Linked DNA regions of Mus musculus: region 2 is linked to region 1. The links are chromatin contacts, called in public Hi-C maps. All regions are on one chromosome and are shown on one strand. Each heading gives the region's core, a stretch centred on a gene start, on an enhancer-like site or on the middle of the called end of the contact. The rest is flanking DNA. Distances are from core to core; before and after follow the strand shown.

Region 1 (3,088 bases), core at 314-2,813:
TTGTCTCCAAAGGTCTGATTTATTGAGAGTCACTTCACTCATCTATTCAGGACCCTTAGGAATAGCTCTCTCTTCTCTTATTTCCAGATTTCCTGGGAGACGAAACTCTCCCTTGCTCCACCATTCTGTATTTGTTGCTAAAGCTTGAAAACTTTGTTTTCACACATTTCAAACTAAGGTATCCCACTTTATTTCAATGCAAAATAGTAAAATGAGAAAAATCGCTCCCCAGCCCAGCAAACTATTCCAATGGCTCCTCAAATGACAGATTGTAACAATGTAGAAGTCAATTGCTGAGCTTTTTTTTTTTCCTTTCATCTCTTTGCCAGTTAACACCATTCTCTTCATTGTTTTTCAGTCTCTGAATGAATAAGTTGGGTTAGCTAGCCTGAACTCAGGAACCCTTTATCTTGGTTTAGTGTCCTGCCCTGCCTGTCCTTAAACTAAGTGTATATATAGCCTTTGCCAGATTACATTGTTTTAGGTATTCTTTTAATTATAAATTGTATAAATAATCACTGGCCTTATGTGATATCCTTTGAAAAGAAATATATTATTTAAACTAGATAATGTCACATAGAGGAGAAGGACCTAACAAATGTTTACTGATTGATTTTCTAAGCACTGTATGATTGTAATTGTAGCATTGATAATCATTCATGCTTGTGGTAACTCAGCGCTGCCCAGCATCTTTGTAGAAGACTGGTTTCTTATTCATGTAGTCAAATACCTTAAAGTTCATAGGCAAGTGGCCATGAAGCCTATTTTGTTTAAAGCACTATGACCTTCCAACCTTCAGACCCAGAAGGAATTCCTGTGTAGCAAGCCATATAATGTGTTGCTTCTGAGGCTCTTAGGCCAGTGTGTCTGGGAAAGCTTCAGGCTGGAAGTATTGAGGAGTATTAATGTGCAGACGTAGGATCTGTCAGGAATACGAGCTGTGGTGCAACACAAACCACCTGCAAAGCTTGTGATGTTTTTTGAAACAGAGTGCCGGAAAGAAGGGGCCCAAGGCCAAGAAAGGAAAATGGAGCTGCAGATTGGTGTGCAGCTCAAAGCACAGGCAGGGTAAGGAAGCTGCTCTTGTACTTCTATACCCTCCCCACCCCCAGCTGCTGTTCTGGGTGTCACATTTTCGTGACTGATGGACCATGTCAGGCTGAGGCATACTGGATTTCTATGCACATAAGAAAGGGAACAGAAAAGGTCAATGTCTTCAGTAAAACTTAGAGGATGATTTTACACCAGCAGCGACTCTCCCATAACGTTTAAAGCAGATTCTAATAAGTGGTTTCCAAATAGTAACAAAGCCGTGCAATGAGTTGCCAGGACATAAGCTGGGTGCCCCTTAGACCTTGGGAACTGTAAATCTCGAAAGAAGGCAGATAGTCTCCCCAATTAGGGTGCTAAGATTAGCAATCTCTTTCCTGAGTTTGCCAAAAAACACAAAGATGCTGATACAGAATTGGTAGCAGATCCACTAAAAACAGGCAGCCATGTGTCCATTAGTGTATGTCTGTGCTTCTGTGGTTAGGAGGCATGCAGCTGAGTGATGGGCCGTGCTATTTGTATCTCTGACATCATCAGTGCCTCTGAGGGAGTCCTTGCTAAAGCATGTCTCGTAGTCTAGTTGTTGCTCTTCAGAGCCATGATTTAGAACTACTTTTTCGTTTTGTTTTTTTCTAATCCTAAGTTTTTCTATGTAAGCCTTGCCTGAAACAAACACATAGCTTCAAAAGAATATAAAAGTAACGGTCTGTATAGGCATCAGTGGCAAAATCCTGGAGCCAGGAAATGCGCTTTGCAAAACTTCAAGGAAAAAAAAAAAAGATTTGCTGAGTGACTAGTGATCCTAAGAAAAGTTTCACTCCAGTGGCACAGGAGTAAGTATAGCAGTGTCTGGAGTGTTGGGACACCTCGGACATTAACCAGACCAGCTTTCCCACCTACTGCGTCATCAACATACTTTCTCCCAACACTCTGACATTTCCTCCCATCTCTCCTCACCTCCATCAGGCCCCCATGTTCTGTCCCTCACAAAGTCTGTCCCACCTGGCTTCTTGTCTTGGCTGATGAAAATCTACAGAGGCAGGAGAGAAGGAGCTGGATGTGATGCGGGCTGCAGATTACACGGGGATGAAAAGCACAGACGCAGATCCCATGACTGGTGAGAAGAGTCCACAAGAGAAGTAACTGCAGAGTAATTAGCAGAAGACTGTGTGCGCTGGTACATGGATGTGCTAAAGTGCTCCTACCGACTTTACTCTTTAACTTTGTTAATTTTAGGCAGGGTTCCTAAATTGGTCTTGCTATATAGCCAAGGATAACCAGTCTGAACTGATTATCCTCCTGTCTCCAATTCTCTAGCCCTGTGGTTACAGACAATAATTATGATACCTGGTTCTTGTGATACATGAATGAGAATACTCAATAACCACAAATATAAGATTTGGATTTTTAAGTCCCTAGTTTCTGATTTCAAATATTGCATTTTTTCCATTTGACCCCATTTTTGCTTACATGGATACAAAGATCCAAAACCCATAACACAGAACATAATATTTATTTACATTCTGAAATAATGTGCTGCTTATTGTTTTCAACAATTGTTTGAAACAACTTGGTTTTCAGTCAGTCCATGTGTGTTACAGGTGGCCTTTTGATTAAACAGGCACAAAAGAAGTTTGAAGAGATCACATTTTCTTGGAAAGCCATGAGAGTGAAGAAGACGTATGATTTTTGAAGAATGGTCTTTTTAAATAGCCTTCTATTATTTTACACAATGGAAGAATGAAAGCTAAGATACATGTGATTTAAAATTACTGTTCACTGTTATTTTTAGGGTTTTATGTTGTAGGATAGTTAGCAGGTTAGGACTAGGGCTCTTGCCTAGCAATAACTACTCATATGATGGCCATACTGTCAAGTACTGATTGCTTTTGGATGTCAGTTTCCATAATTTAAAAATGAAAGGTTATGACTAAATTAGTTCAAAGTAACAGTTATGAGCCTCATTGAGTATTCTTTTTGTATTACTGAAAATAGGTTCTTTTCTCATACAAAACATCCCAAACACAGTTTCTCCTCC
Region 2 (3,112 bases), core at 453-2,952, 230 kb after region 1:
TTTTGAAAGAAACTCTGGCAACCATATGGAGATTAAATTGAAAGTACAGACATTCAAGGTCAACAGACTCAGCCTACACTGGCATTAGTCAGAAACCCTTTAACAAATGCATAAAGGTGGCAAACAAGATGAATAGTAATGGTGAGGCATGGGTACCATCTCTATATGCTTTAGTGTTTTAGAAAGCAGCATGTTACCTTTCTATGTTGTATAGATGGTCACTTAACACTTACCAAAGACACTGTCATAAAGGTCCAATTGTGTACTTAAATAAAATCTCTGCTATCTATTTACCTGTTCATCTTCTTATAATCTATTTTCTACATGTATAGTTCAAAATCAAAATGATCCTCAAGTCAGATTATAAAATATAAGAAATTAACCCATACTACATAAAACCCTGGCTCAAAAAATTGGGACTAGGGGGATGGTTTGGTATAAAATGTTTGTTATGTATTCATGAGGACCTAAGTTGAATCTCCAGTACATGTGTAAACAGTTAAATACAGAGGTGCATTTTTGTATATCATCACTAGAAACGTGGAAACAGATGAATATCTCAGGCTACAGCCTGACACAATAGCCTTATTGACAAACCCAATGTATTATTTACAAGATACCTTGTTTCATGTGGATACATATCCGCATATAATGTTCACAAAATGCCTTTGCACACTGCATGTACACACACAGAGAGAAAGAGAGGAAAGGGGGGGGGGAGAGAGAGAGAGAGAGAGAGAGAGAGAGAGAGAGAGAGAGAGAGAGAGAGAGGGAGGGAGGGAGAGAGGCAGGGAGGGAGGGAGGACTTCTTAATGTTCTTAATGCTTGGAATAAAAGTTCACTCTCCATTTAGTAACTGAGTGCAGACAATGATGCATTCAAAATGTACCCCTGCTTTAATCTTTCTGCTCCGTTGTCACTTAAAATGCCCCAAAGGATTAATGAATTTAGTCTTGGAAGAATGTCAGAAAGAAAAAAAAAGATGGTGTGAGATAATGAAAATCTTGACAAGGGCAATGGCTTCTGGATAAAAAGCCTTGGCCTGAACTACAGCAAGGCTGTCATCTGCCTGGTGGCACCAAGGTTCCAGTGCAGATATATAGGAAAACCAGAATCCTCTGTGGGAGCCAAAATAGCTTACAGGCAGGAAAACAGATGCAAGAGCCATCCATGAATAATAGAAGGACCTGGAAGGATGAACCTGGGAAAGAACTGTTGCTTGTGAGTGAAGAAAGGGTTACAGGTCCCCAGGGCTCTCTTCAGCCACACATACGTGACCAGGATATCCAAAGAAACGCCCTTCTTACTGACAGGCTGCTGATGGTTTCTACAGCCTCCATTGGTTTTAATATCTGCATCCTAATTTATTTGACATCTGCAGAACATCCAAAGAAAATATTCAGTATGGGATGGGCAATCCGGCTGCTTTCTGAGCTCATCAAATAGCTCACACTCCTTTTTCAAATGTTTTCGGTTTTGCAAAACTCAGAATGCATTTTGCCAAACATGTTCTCTGTTAATGTTTATTTAGAAGGGAATTTAATCCGTATGCTGCTGATGCATTTACACTTAACTCATCAAAATGTTTTACTAGAGTCATTTGATGTCCAAGAAACCTTTTGAGCCCTTTTTATAAGCCTCTTCAAGCCCATTTCGCTTCGAAACAGGAAGTGGCCTGTTACTAAACCATAAACGAATGCAATTCCCGGAGGGTTTGGTTTCATTTAAGACCCTGAGACCGCAAGGTCTGAGCCTACCCTGAACCCTACAGAAAAGACCTTCCTACTGAATAGCCTCAGAATGCTCCTCGCGTAGAGACAGGATACTGTTATAATTTTCCAAAACAAAAATCCTTTATGAAGAGGCATCTTTCATACAACTCCTGGGAAAGACAGTAACCAAAGCAAGATGCTAAATCACTGGCTTTGCAAGCTGCACCTGGCCAATGTCACTGTCTCCATGAATCTCCTTACCATTCAGAGCTTCTTCACTCATATTAATAGAACAAATAAAACGGAGAGGAGATAAAGACACTGGGGCAATGATTTCTTCTTCAGGAAAACCTTCCGAGTTACAGACCAATACAATGTTCCCAACCATGAGCCAGAGAGCCAAAGCTGATATAAACATAGCATTCAAGCCACAGTACAGGACTTGTTTAAGGCTTAATTCTGTGAAGTAAGGCAGGAAACAAGATTTATCCTTCTGGGAAACATTTGGCATTTGCCTGAAGCTGAGTCTGATTGCTCTCTGCCGTCCACACCATCCATTACAGCTATCTGAAGGAAATCAAGTTTTTTGCCCAAACTAAGGCAAAAGAGAAATGTCTCCATCCCAGCCTCATAGAAATCCCTCTGTTTGACGTGGCATTAAACAACAGAGAGCAAACTGCTCTGTCATTGTGCTGCAAGGATCATCACTGCTATCTTGGGCCTTCTGGCTGTGAAGGGAGCAAATTTAGTTGGAGAGAAGCCATTTTTTGCAAACATAGTAAAAATAAATTACTACGCTTAATAATTGAATCTTAAACTTGTCATTACAGCAATTCCAGAATTATTCCAAGAGCCCTCCTTCACTTGGACTTGGCAAAAGGATTGGGTGTTGCAGGTCAGTTTTCCAGGTCTGAAATCCAGCTTATGTTATAACTGCATGGACTACAGAGTAAATGGTCAAAGGATGAATGGGCCATTGAAAAGTAAATCAGACTCTCTGAGACTTTTAAATGAGTCCTCCTCCTCCTCCTCCTCCTCCTCCTCCTCCTCCTCCTTCTACTCCTCTTCCTCCCCCCTCCTTCTCCCCCCTCCTTCTCCTCCTTCTTCTCCTTCTTCTTTCTTCTTCTTTCTTCTTCTTTCTTCTTCTTCCTTCCTTCTCCTTCTCCTTCTCTTTCTCCTTCTCCTTCTCCTTCTTCTTCTCCTTCTTTTCCTCCTCCTCCACTTCTTCCTCTTCCTTCTCCTCCTCCTCCTCTCTCTCTCTGTATGTGTGACTATTTTGTGTGTGTGTGTGTGTTATTTTAGTTTTAATAGCTGGACACTGGATGATTGGACAGAGAAAGTCTGTAGAAATTGCCGCCCCCCCCCCACCCTCCTTAACTCCTGGGCACAAGGCCGGGATG

What was found. Hi-C and Micro-C count contacts between places; a contact is called where the count stands out from the background.
Region 2: a Hi-C map of uterus shows a contact between it and region 1, with 3 times the contacts expected there. The contact joins two enhancer-like sites. A contact is called at or near these places in 8 of 484 Hi-C or Micro-C datasets (embryonic fibroblasts, nephron progenitors, uterus and 1 more).

The regions. Positions count from the first base shown.
Region 1 is chr12:10,229,801-10,232,888 of GRCm38.p6, reverse strand. No RefSeq gene overlaps it. Among named protein-coding and RNA genes, the nearest start is that of Nt5c1b, 140 kb to the left of the region's middle. Within about 2 kb of position 1,563, at least 27 of the 459 cell types and tissues checked have an H3K27ac peak or open chromatin away from gene starts, as enhancers often do. A contact at or near this core is called in uterus, where this site is marked.
Region 2 is chr12:9,995,896-9,999,007 of GRCm38.p6, reverse strand. No RefSeq gene overlaps it. Among named protein-coding and RNA genes, the nearest start is that of Gm33734, 78 kb to the right of the region's middle. Within about 2 kb of position 1,702, at least 22 of the 459 cell types and tissues checked have an H3K27ac peak or open chromatin away from gene starts, as enhancers often do. A contact at or near this core is called in uterus, where this site is marked.